Linked DNA regions of Mus musculus: region 2 is linked to region 1. A link is a contact called in public promoter capture Hi-C data. All regions are on one chromosome and are shown on one strand. Each heading gives the region's core, a stretch centred on a gene start, on an enhancer-like site or on the middle of the called end of the contact. The rest is flanking DNA. Distances are from core to core; before and after follow the strand shown. Region 1 holds the start of Mpp6 (membrane protein, palmitoylated 6 (MAGUK p55 subfamily member 6)). Region 2 holds the start of Hoxa10 (homeobox A10).

Evidence for each region. Promoter capture Hi-C pulls out the DNA fragments that hold promoters and counts their contacts.
Region 2: a contact with region 1 is called in a promoter capture Hi-C map of pre-B cells, with 5 times the contacts expected there. The contact joins the promoter of Hoxa10 here to the promoter of Mpp6 in region 1.

What each region holds. Positions count from the first base shown.
Region 1 is chr6:50,107,811-50,113,586 of GRCm38.p6, reverse strand. It overlaps Mpp6 (membrane protein, palmitoylated 6 (MAGUK p55 subfamily member 6)), which reads right to left and starts at 3,346. Exons shown (of 13, transcript NM_019939.2): 1 at 3,123-3,346. It overlaps Gm38805 (a long non-coding RNA gene), which reads left to right and starts at 3,430. Exons shown (of 3, transcript XR_869061.1): 1 at 3,430-3,647; 2 at 4,510-4,581; 3 at 4,923-5,776.
Region 2 is chr6:52,231,794-52,237,569 of GRCm38.p6, reverse strand. It overlaps Hoxa10 (homeobox A10), which reads left to right and starts at 2,631. Exons shown (of 2, transcript NM_008263.3): 1 at 2,631-3,611; 2 at 4,790-5,776. The coding sequence starts at 2,636. The coding sequence ends at 5,064. It overlaps Gm52902 (a long non-coding RNA gene), which reads right to left. Exons shown (of 2, transcript XR_003956434.1): 2 at 4,919-5,658.

The DNA.
Region 1 (5,776 bases), core at 2,097-4,596:
CATTTTACTTTGTTTAAGTGAGCTCACATTCTGAAATGGCCAGAACAAGGTTAAATATTGTCAGAAAAGAAAATGTATAAATCTGACTTTATTATACTACAGAAGAATAATCAAACGGTCAAAGAGTATAGGTTTTTAACAGAAGACCACCTTTTCTCTGCACAAACATGAACACAGATTTAACTAAAAGAGGTGCTTTGCTATCTCTTCCTCTAAAAGTTTTTAAAAGGAGCCTAATCTGCTCTAAAAAGGTTTGGAGTTAGTATATTTCATACAAGAGTGATGATCTCCCCAGACCCTTCAACACAACTACCATCTGTGTACATCAAGCCTGCACTGCTCCTAAGATTAATGCCAGTAAAATCAGCTCTCTGGAAGCACTCATGAATCCAAGATTTCATGGTTAGTTAGCCCATGGAACTAGCAGTAGCCCAAAAAGTACACTGTTACTAAGTCTATGAGGAGAGGTATTTGGTGAGTGGAGTGGAGTGTGAGTTAGAGGAGAAGGCATCACACACACTGAGCTCCAGACTCGGTTCTCAATGCAGCCTCCTTAGCAGCCGCTCCAGCAGTTTGGCAAAGCGCCCAGGACGATTAGCAGCCAGAGCACGCAGAGCAGGGATCTGTTGAGATGAACTGCAAAGGCTCCCCCAAGTGGTCACAAATAAATGACAGCCACGTCTGGGCTAATCACTGCCCTGGCTTTGACTCCAACCAAAAATACTCTAGGTAAAGCTGGTGCCTATAATTAGACAAAAATGTAATCAAATACTAGTACCCCACACGAGAGTAGCGAGAGCATCATGATTTCAGATCCCATGTTTATGAACACAGCACTATTTTGGAAGGAAAAAAACTAACAGTAAAACAAAACTACAATAATTTTTCTCGATAGATTTTTCTGGGGATGACAGTTATCTCAAATAGATGAGTACTTTTCAAATCTGCTTGACCATCCCTAAATATCAGCATATCCTTTGTAACTACATTTACTTGAAGATCAGTTCTGATACAAATTTAGTTACATATCAAAAGAAATACATGGAAAATGAGAATTTATCAGCTTTACTACATACCCAACTTACAATTTACAAAAGTTCCCTTCTCACTAGTAATCCGCATTGACTGTACATGACATAAACAATACAATCAGGTCTTCCTACCTTTCTCTGTATTAATTTTATTAGTGTTTTAACTGTCTGACTAGCTTGAGCTCTGTATTGTTTGCAACTCACTCTCTCAGAAATGATTTGCGGATGTCACCCACTTCTGATAAAGCTCAGATGTCCAAAATGTGCAAAGCATTTAATTAAAACATCTGTTGTCTTCTGATAATCTTCCATTATTCAGAGGTAAAGCTCATATAGGTATGGTATATAGTCAAACAAGCAACACAATTTTAAAACATTATAAAACAGGTACCCAGGGTCTTGTGACTGTCTTTTTTGTTTTCAATCTCAAATTTAAAGGGAAAGGAGAGAAGCAGCCTGGGTAGCCTTCTGACACAATTTCAGCTTCAGGGGGAAAAAAAAAATGAGCTTAGGAAAAAAAGCAAATTGCTCCCTCAAATATTTTTTTTAAAAAAATTATAAAATCCAACAGTTTTCCTGAAGAGGAGAAAAAAGGATTGTCTTGTACAGAGCTATCAAACTTAACTCTAACAGCTTGATATTTTTACCTCAAAACTTTGTGTGTGTGTGTGTTTCAATATTCCAAGGTGGAAATGAGATTCACTGCAATAATTACAAGACACACACACACACACACACACACACACACACACCATAAGCCCGCGCTCCTACATAGCCTGTAGTCTCCATAGGACAAAATAGAGCAACTCAAAGTGTAACCATTTTTGCATTATGTAACCCTAATTTGGAATAAAAGAAACATGAGCCTTATAGAGCAATGTATGTATTTAAACAATAATTTAATAATTTAAATATATGAAAGCTTTAAGAAACAAATGACCTCAAAATGAAACAACCCCCAAAGTTATTTGTTTACAGAGCAATAAGGCCTCTAACCACAAAACTACAATCAGGCCTAGTAGTTTATCATAACTACACAGCCAAAGGCTGGTGCATTGTTTGACCAGTGTACCAAAATTTACCCTTAACCAAGGCTGAGATAGTTTTAGTACACATGAGACGTATGTAAGTTTCCAAAAAAGAAATAATGACCTGAAACACCACATGGGAAGAAATGGCTGCTAACTCATATTCCAAGTGAAGACCAATTTAACGCACCCCGAATGCTGTCAGCTATATGACAAGGAACCCCATTCAGGAGGGCTAAAGTAAAATTCCAAGAATTCCCAGAGGCGTAGGAAAAGAGTAAAAGCATGGCTAGCCTGACCTTAACCGGCTGCTTTTTGAGTAATGCGGAGAATTTTCTGAGCCTTGCCTACAGCCTTGAGTCTCTTCCTCACCCTTCTCCCCACCTACACAAATACTCACCCCAGAAAAGGGGAGCTTAATGAATGTTTTCTCGAGCTGCGATCCCAGGAACTGGTACCTTGAGAATAAACTCCCAATAAAGTGTTAAAAAAAAAAAAAAAGAGTCCCCCCAGCAAGAAAAATAACCAAAGACACCCCAACCAATCCACAAGCTGTCACCGCGCTGTCCGATCTTGCATCTACTCCCCTCCGGCCTGCCGTCCGGCCAAAATAGAAGTGGGGGAAGAGAAGGCAGGCACCTTTCTGCTTTCAGGCAAATGTGTCCAGCTCGGAGAGCACGCGCTGAGCGGCGACCGCCCCCGCAGAGGCGTGTGCTCGCCCACCGCCACTTTAGCCAAACAACTGGAACCTCGTGGCTCGGAAGTGGCAGCAGGAGTTGCAGCAAGCCTCCTCCCCGGGATCTCTGAGCCCCCAAAGGTGTCAGTCCCAGCGCCAGCCCGCTCGCTCGCCCGCCCGGGTCCACGCCGAGGCGCCCGCGCCGCAGAGGGAGGCGGCCGGCCCCGCCCGGAAGGGGCGGCCCGCGGGGGACGCGTGGGGCGAGGGGCGCGCGAGGGACACGCCACGGCTCCCGCGCCCAGGTGGCAGGGGCGGGGCCCGCGTGGCGCCGCCGGGCTTGGGGCTCCGGGGCCGGCCGTTACCGCACCGCGTGGGGCCGCCACTCACCGGCTCGCACCTCGGCCGCCTCCGCGCCGCCGCTCCACTCATCAGTCGCGGGCGCCGCGCAGCCCCATCTACCGACTCAGGGGCTCGCGGTCGGGCGGGCGACTTCCGCCGTCCCCGCCGGCCTCGCCCTTCGCCCGGCTCCGGGCGCTGCCGCTGCCCGCCGGCCCGCGCGGCCAGCCTCTCTCAGCCGCTCCGCTCCCGCCGTCGCCGCCGGGGCGCGCTCCTCCCGGCCTCGCGCGTGCGCCGGACGCGGCGAGCGCGCGGACTCGTGCGCGCGGAGATTCCCCCCCTCCCCCGCCAACCCCCGCCCAGCCCGGCCCCGCCCCTCGGTTGTGGCCTGGCCGCCAGGTGCTACCACCAGAGGGCCCTGCGGGCGGGTCCCTTAGGGTCGCCCTGGCCCAGCGCGCGTCCTCCACGTTCTGTGGGAGAGGAGCGGGAACCGGCCGAGAGCGGCTTATAGCACAAAGGAGACGCGAGAGTCCTGGAGCCCGCGCCCGCCACTCTTCTTACAGCCCTGACTCGGAGGTGGACTTGAAGGGGGACTGAATTTTCTCCCAAAGGCCCAACCCGAGGCTATGGTTCACACCCGACAAATGAAAGGACACTAGCTTCTTTCATAGTGCCAGGGCTCGGGCGGGATCGTGGAGCGGGCTTAGCCAGACCCTCCCAAACATCTGGCTTTCCCAGACCTGGGAGGAGGAGGACGGAGTACCGTGCCTCCAGCCGCGACCCTGCGCGGAGTGGGATGATTGCTGATGGGTGCCCTCTCAGAAAGTGTCCTTTTGACAGGCGTGTAGCTTTAATTTTTTTTTTTTTTTTAAGCTAAAAGGAATTGAGCATTGCAATGTAGCAAACGCTTCTGGCTAGAACTACAGTAGCAGTGCGAGAGCTTCCAGTCCTTTCTGAGATCTCTCTGCAAGCCCTCAGACCTGTGCTGTGGGCTCTCGCAGATGCTGTCATAGTCTCCCTAAAATTGAAGCAAGTAGTGTTCTTTCAGTGGAGCAACACGTCTCCTCAGTAGCTGTAGAAAGTGCAAGTGGAACTTCTCCTGTGACCATCTATCTGGTGGCTTCCACTGCGTAGCCTCTCCTAGCTTCTGAGCACCTTGCACAGCCCCTGCACAGACTGACGACAAGATTCAGAGATGGGCTTCTGAGATGTAATGCACTGCCTACTTTGTGGATGTAGCTGGCACGGAAGGGAAAAGGGGCGGGGGTGGGGGACGACTCTGATTCTGTGTCTTAAGAGGGCCCCAGTGAGTTTTGTCTTTAGCGTCAACCAAGCATCAAAGATTAATTTGCTCTGCCATGAGGATCATTAATTTTGCAAACCAACATGTAGGGGGACTTTGTAGAGCGTTAATTTAGAACCCTTTTTCCTGGAACAGCAAACCTGAGAAAAGGAAATTGGAAGCAATTAAGAAAAGTGGAATGTGCCGAGGAGCACGGAGTAACTTTGGGTAGGTATTGTGGTCCCCTATAGCCAAGTTCACCTTGTGAAATGAGACCGAGTGGGCTCGGTGCCCAAAGGTGAGAAGTAAGACATAGGCAGAGAGTATCATGGTTTGACCTCTCACGGTGGTGTGGACTCTTCGGGGTTTTCTTACTTTTCTGGATACTCAGTGGCTCCTTCCTACAGCACTCTACCCCAGACCTGTAAACCTTTAGAAGGTTGCCCTTTCAATTCCCACTTCACCACAGACTTTTCTAGCCAGTATTGTAGCTGCTCTGTAGAGGGGCAGGAAGTGACTGCCATTTCTGGATATGCTGCTCCCTATATTGTACCTTTATTCTCTCAAAGGTCCAGTGGAAACAGTGTACTAGCCTGTCACACTCTACTCCGTCCCTACAAACAGGAGGAAATTGGCTGAAGGAGGTTTGAGGAGGAAGTAGAGAATCTCTGTCAAATCACAGCAAGCAGACCTCTAGGACCAGCCCTTGCCAACACTCTTGTCCCCGTGCATCTGAACGTTATAGAGGCTGATCACTGTCCCGAACTCATCCTGAAGATCAGAAAAATGATTTTGCTTCAATGGCTGTCTTCAGTCACTTCTTCTCTAGGAGTTTTTGCCAGTGAAGTTTTCTGTCAGTGTCTGTTTTATCAAACACTCCTGTACCGGTTATACCATGAAGCAGTACTTCTTATTATAAATAATAGCCCACCTTGAGACATTCTGCCCTTCTTCTAAACTGTAAAAGTGGGACATGCCAGAGTCCATTGGAAATGATCTGACTTGAACATGGAAACCCCTGCCCTTGCTTGCCAGCTCATCTTTCTGAGAGAATGTCATTCCTGAAACACCACCTATCCATTCCCGCACCTGTTACAAAGCTTCATTCCAGGGAAGGAGACAGTTAGGGTTGAAAATGACATTGCATCTTTCTCTTCAGTGTTGTTGATGGCCTGACTTTCCTCTTCCTTCTCTTCAGTGTTGTTGATGGCCTGACTTTCCTCTTCCTTCAAGGTTAATCTCAACTCTAAAGTCTAAATGGATCGTAATTTCACTATATCCTAGCTGTAACTCAACCAAAAAAAAATCAGAATTAAAAAAAATCCCAACATTTATCAGTTAGCTTTTATTTTCCTCCCTCAAATATAAATATGCTGAGATTGGAAAGACAGCTCAGTGATTAAGAGCAATTCTTGCTGCTATT
Region 2 (5,776 bases), core at 1,382-3,881, 2.1 Mb before region 1:
AGGACTAACCTAAGTAGCTTGCAGTTGGGCACCTGGCTTGTCTTACCAGACAAATAGGCAGGGGCCCGCTGAGTCCAAGGAGAGCCCTCTAGAGAATTTGAGGGAACGGCTTGCGGTGGGTGATATGAACTCTTGGAAAATGATGGGTCAAATCATGGGAATGCACAGATGTAGGGGGTTTTGTTTTGTTTTGTTTTGTTTTACAAGATAAGTCAGAACTACCCTTGGACTACTCAGAAGGTTCCCTGTAACCCTGGAAGGTTAAGAAAGATGCTGTCTCTATCACTGTCTTTTACCTTATCCTTGTAGCCTCTGTTATCTCCAACACACTCTTCAATGGCCACTGGTTCTTTAAAAACCTCAGCCAGGGAAACTCCTTTTTGTGTGAGATCCAGACAGGGACGGCTCAGGAGCCTGGCTCACAGGCCTGCTGACCTACTAGAGCTCCTTTTCCTCAAGGAATAGTCAGCGCTCTTGGGACCCACTTTCCCACATAACAGCTTTCCAGAGAGGTATCAGAAGTGCTGGAGAGTCAAGTGCCTTTTCAAGCAGTCCCAGATTCAGGACATTTCCAGGTGGCACTGTTGAACACAGGAGTTCCACCTATCTAGTGAACAGAGCAAGGACCACGCACATCTGGAAGCTTAAGGTAGGGTAACAAGGCCTATCTGTGTGAAAATTTGCCTTGGCCTTGGGTACAGAAGCAAATCAGATAGTTAATGGTGTCTCACATAGACCCAGCTTTTATTTTCCAGAGAGGCTGTCTGCAGAGAGCTGCTGCTCATCTGAATTTCTTTCTCTCTTTCCTTTCCTCCCTTGTCTCCTTGCCTCCTTCTTCCCCTTCTGTCCCTCTTTCTTTCTTTATCCCTTTCTTTTACATTTAGATGCTCAGATACCCAGGCCTCCCACCCATCACCTCTCGAGAGACAGAGGTAGAACTGGCAGAGATTCCTCTTGAGTATTAGCAGAGGCATAGCCTCCTGGGTGTGGGCTTGCCAAGCAGCTGCAACCAACTGCAGTGTCTTGCATCTCAGAAGCCAGAGCCTAGCCTCTACCTGGTCAGCTTCCCTGTGTCCTCTCCCTCTCAGAGTGCTATCAGGGTTGTTTTTGTCCTGGATTCCTTTTGGGAGGAACCAGAATATAGCCAACTAAAAGCAAGACTCTCTCCCTGCCATTTGCAGAGGTCTGAACAATGTGGTTCAAGGGTCCTGGGCAGTCAGTAGCTCTCTAGTTCCAACTGGAGCTGGCAGGACTGGGGCATCCTGGAGACCCTGTAACCCACAGGTCAGAAGTAAAGCATCCACTATGCAAGCTCCATGGATCCTGCCGAAAAAGGTCACCTTTCCTAAGTTTGATATAAGGTCCACATTTGGGGGCTAGCATGCCGTAGGCTGACCATTTTCAATTGCCCAAAGGTAGCACCCTGGGCTCTAGAGTCTCTTATAATAGGGCCCAAACCCAGCTCAGCCTCCTAGGGAATGGACTTCCTCATCACCACCTTGTTAAAATGTGCACAGTATACGACAAAAATGGCTGGGAAAAGGACTGCCCTCGCCATGTCTTTGGGGGTAGAGTGGGGTACAGACAGGTTTGGTCAGAACCTCCTGGAGCCAAGGAATGTTTAGGCTCAAAGGAGAGCGAGAGAGAAAGCAGTGTGGCGGAGGTATTTGCTAGACACATTCTCCCAAGGTTTTCCTTCCAGTTCTGCCAGCACAGAAAGGCCAGAGACCCAAAGCCAGCATTCTAGTCCTCTAAAGGTAGAGGATGGGGAGTATGCGTTTGCCTCTGAACTGTGGTTTGGGAGGTCGGGAGTGGTGGTGGTGGTGGTGGTGGGCTCTTGCCAGTCTATTGATTTTTCACCTCACTAAGGCAGCTGTGCAAGGTTGGATGACAGGAGTAGAGAGCATGAACCGATTGATCACAGTGAAGGAGAAAAACCTTCACTGACCAGAGGATGGTGTAAGACAGTGAGGACAGAGGATCCAGGCATTGATCATCGGCCGATGGATTTCGGACAATATTCATTCTTTGTGAGATGTTTGAGGCCGTACTGGTTTACTGTAGGTTCTGGACCGTCCAAAGATCTTGACAGCCTTAGTATGACTTTTTTACCAGCCACTTTGGGAAGCCAAACTTAAGAATTGAGGCCAGCTCCAGGCCCAGAAATGTATAGGATAGCTAGCCTGCTACAGGGCCCGTTTAAATGATCAAGGCGACGGGGACTCATGGCCACTCCATAGCAGACATGGGAGCACCCAAGGTTGGCTGGGGTGCACATCATAAACACTCCACTTGTTAACAGCGCAGAGCCCAAGGGTGCTTCCAAATAGTCCCTTGCATGGGGGGGGGGGGGGTACAGGTTCAAGAGCCAGGTCCCCCAACCTCCACTTTGAGGCAGCCCCCACAGTTCCGGCCTTTGAGCCATAGGTGTCAGGCGTGCGTCTTCTGGCCCATCAATACAGATTACATATTTATATCAATCGCGGGCTCCGAGGGCGCCCTCAGAGAGCGGCCCCGCGCCTACGAAACCAAACTGGGAGTGGTCGCGTGGAAACTCTGGCTCGGGATTGGCTGCAAGCGCCCGCCGCGGTGCGGGGGGGATTGCTAATCGTATTCAGCATGTTTTGCACAAGAAATGTCAGCCAGAAAGGGCTATCTGCTCCCTTCGCCAAATTATCCCACAACAATGTCATGCTCGGAGAGCCCTGCCGCGAACTCCTTTTTGGTCGACTCGCTCATCAGCTCAGGCAGAGGCGAGGCTGGTGTTGGTGGCGGTAGCGCGGGGGGCGGTGGAGGTGGCTACTACGCCCACGGTGGGGTCTACCTGCCGCCTGCCAGCGACCTGCCCTACGGGCTGCAAAGCTGCGGGCTCTTCCCCGCGCTGGGCAGCAAGCGTAATGAAGCGCCGTCGCCCGGAGGCGGTGGCGGTGGTGGCAGCGGGGGCCTGGGTCCTGGGACGCATGGCTACGCGCCCGCGCCCCTAGACCTGTGGCTGGACGCGCCCCGCTCCTGCCGGATGGAGCCGCCCGACGGGCCGCCGCCACCGCAGCCACAACCCCAGCAGCAGCAGCAGCAGCCGCCGCCGCCCCCGCCGCAGCCACCTCAACCCCAGCCACAGGCCACTTCGTGTTCTTTTGCGCAGAACATCAAAGAAGAGAGCTCCTACTGCCTCTACGATGCTGCGGACAAATGCCCCAAGGGCTCGGCCGCCGCTGATCTGGCCCCTTTCCCGCGGGGCCCGCCGCCCGACGGCTGCGCCCTGGGCGCCTCCAGCGGAGTGCCAGTACCCGGCTACTTCCGCCTGTCGCAGGCCTACGGCACGGCCAAGGGCTTCGGCAGTGGCGGCGGCGGCACGCAGCAGCTCGCTAGTCCCTTTCCTGCGCAGCCCCCGGGGCGCGGTTTCGACCCGCCGCCCGCACTGGCCTCTGGCTCGACCGAGGCAGCCGGGAAGGAGCGAGTCCTAGACTCCACGCCACCACCCACTCTGGTTTGCACCGGTGGCGGCGGCTCGCAGGGCGACGAGGAGGCACACGCGTCATCCTCGGCGGCTGAGGAGCTGTCTCCAGCCCCTTCAGAAAACAGTAAAGCTTCGCCGGAGAAGGACTCCCTGGGTAAGCAGAGCTCAACCGAGGGCTCAAGTCAGACGGGCAGACAGACAGACAGACAGACCCACAAGGAAGGAGCAGAGGACCAGAAGCCCGCGCGGCAGCCGTAGGCCTTGGCCCAAACTGACGGCAGGCTGACCTTCTGAACTTGTTTTTAATATTTGGGCGTGGGGATGCTGTAAAAATCCACGTCCGGCTTAGGGCCCCACACCAAGACGTCCTCAGCTCTGGCCCCTGCTCACCCAGACTTGGGGGATGAGAACACCAGCGAGCAGCCCTCCTCCCGTGCTTGCACTTTCTCGTGGCCCTGAGTACCCCCAAGCCCTGGTCCTTAGCCCAGCCTGCTCAGCGCGGCCCACGCGGGGGGGAGGGGCAGGGAGGAAAAGTGGCTCGCTTGCAGATAGCACGGATGTTTGTAAGGCATCCAAAATAAGCAGCCGCCAGAGCCAATAAATAAGCCCATTAACCGGCGAAGTTCGAGTTTACGATCCCCCATGCGTTTTTCAAAGTTTCTGGAGGGGCGGGAGTCCTGGTTGTAAGAAAAAAGAAAAGACAAATTCGGCCGGAACGCTTGGGCCCAGAGCTGAAAACCTAGGAATGGCCATTCCCCTTCTCCTGGAATCTGGTGCTGCCCAGCTTCACACTCCGGTTACTTGGAGGGACAGGAGCCAAACCCAAGCCCTTGACCCCAGAATCGGGTTTTTGGAACTTCCCCATTGGCCCAACTATGCCCTTCTCCTCTAGCCTGGGGCGATCTAGGAGGCTAGGGTAAGCCAGTGGAGCTGCCAGCCTCTCGTCCAAAGAAGCATTCCCTTACCCCAGCTTGGGGGCCGGCAGGAAATGCTTCCCTGCCCCTGGGTGAGAGGCAGAGAAAGGCGTTAAGTTCAAGATGTACGGCCTCGCCTCCTCCGGCCTTTCATTCTCTCAGCGCCCCGCGGCGTGGTGCTAAAACAGGTGCCTGGAAAAAAGTAGAGGAAAATGTAAATTGGGAGGACCGGGTGTGGATTTGAGGCCGATTTTGTCATGCCTTTTTGGAGGGATTTCTTGCAAAAGGAGGGAGGGCATAACCCTCTCTCTATGACTTCGGGCATCCCACTAAATGGGAAAGACCCGGAATTCACCCCCCTCATACAGCCCGAGTGGCCTCGACTTAACCTTCCCCTCTGTATTCTCTTAAACTCCAGGCAGTTCCAAAGGCGAAAATGCAGCCAACTGGCTCACAGCAAAGAGCGGCCGGAAGAAACGCTGCCCTTACACGAAGCACCAGACGCTGGAGCTGGAGAAGGAGTTTCTATTCAACATGTACCTTACTCGAGAGCGGCGCCTAGAGATCAGCCGTAGCGTCCACCTCACGGACAGACAAGTGAAAATCTGGTTTCAGAATCGCAGGATGAAACTGAAGAAAATGAACCGAGAAAACCGAATCCGGGAGCTCACAGCCAACTTTAATTTTTCCTGATGAAACTTCCAGACAACGTCTTTTCGCTTCCTGAGCGCCTGGACCCATCCTCTGCCTCCAGCCTCTGCCCCAGAACTCACACCTGTGCCGGAGCCCCTTTCTCCCTCCCACACTCGCCATCTCCCAGGCCGTTTCGTCTGTGCAGGGCTGGTTTGTTCTGGCTTTTTTTGTTTGTTTGTTTCTTTGTCTGTTTGCTTGGTGTTTGTTTGCTTGTTTTCTGGGGGAAAAAGCCATATCGCTAAAATTCTATAGAGGTTGAGATCTTTCTCAGTGTCAAGTCCTGAATGGGCTGGGTTTGCTGCCTCTGGGACCCACTGCTAGGAAAGGGCCCCAGTACTCCTCCACGGATCTGGTTTCCTGCCCAGCCCTGGGTAAACTTAGCCGGAAGCCTTAGGTCCCATTGTCGGCGCTGAGGTGTCTGGCCTGAGGTCAATGGTGCAAGGAGCCGCCACCGGGTTCGCCAGCCTGGAGTGCTGGGCTGTGTTTAATCAGGGAGTCCAGGCCTGGTTTCTCTTTTCTTTCTTCTTTTCTTCCTTGGCCAAGAGCAGAGTATGGAAGCATGGACATTCAGGTTAGCTAAAGGGCTTGACCTGGCTGGTTGAAAAAGTGAAAAAGAAATAATCAGTAAGATTAATTTTTCCTTCTTTTGTAAGATCTCCCAGCTTTAAATGAAAATTAAAATGGGCAAGAGAAGGAAACCTCTCTTCCCGTT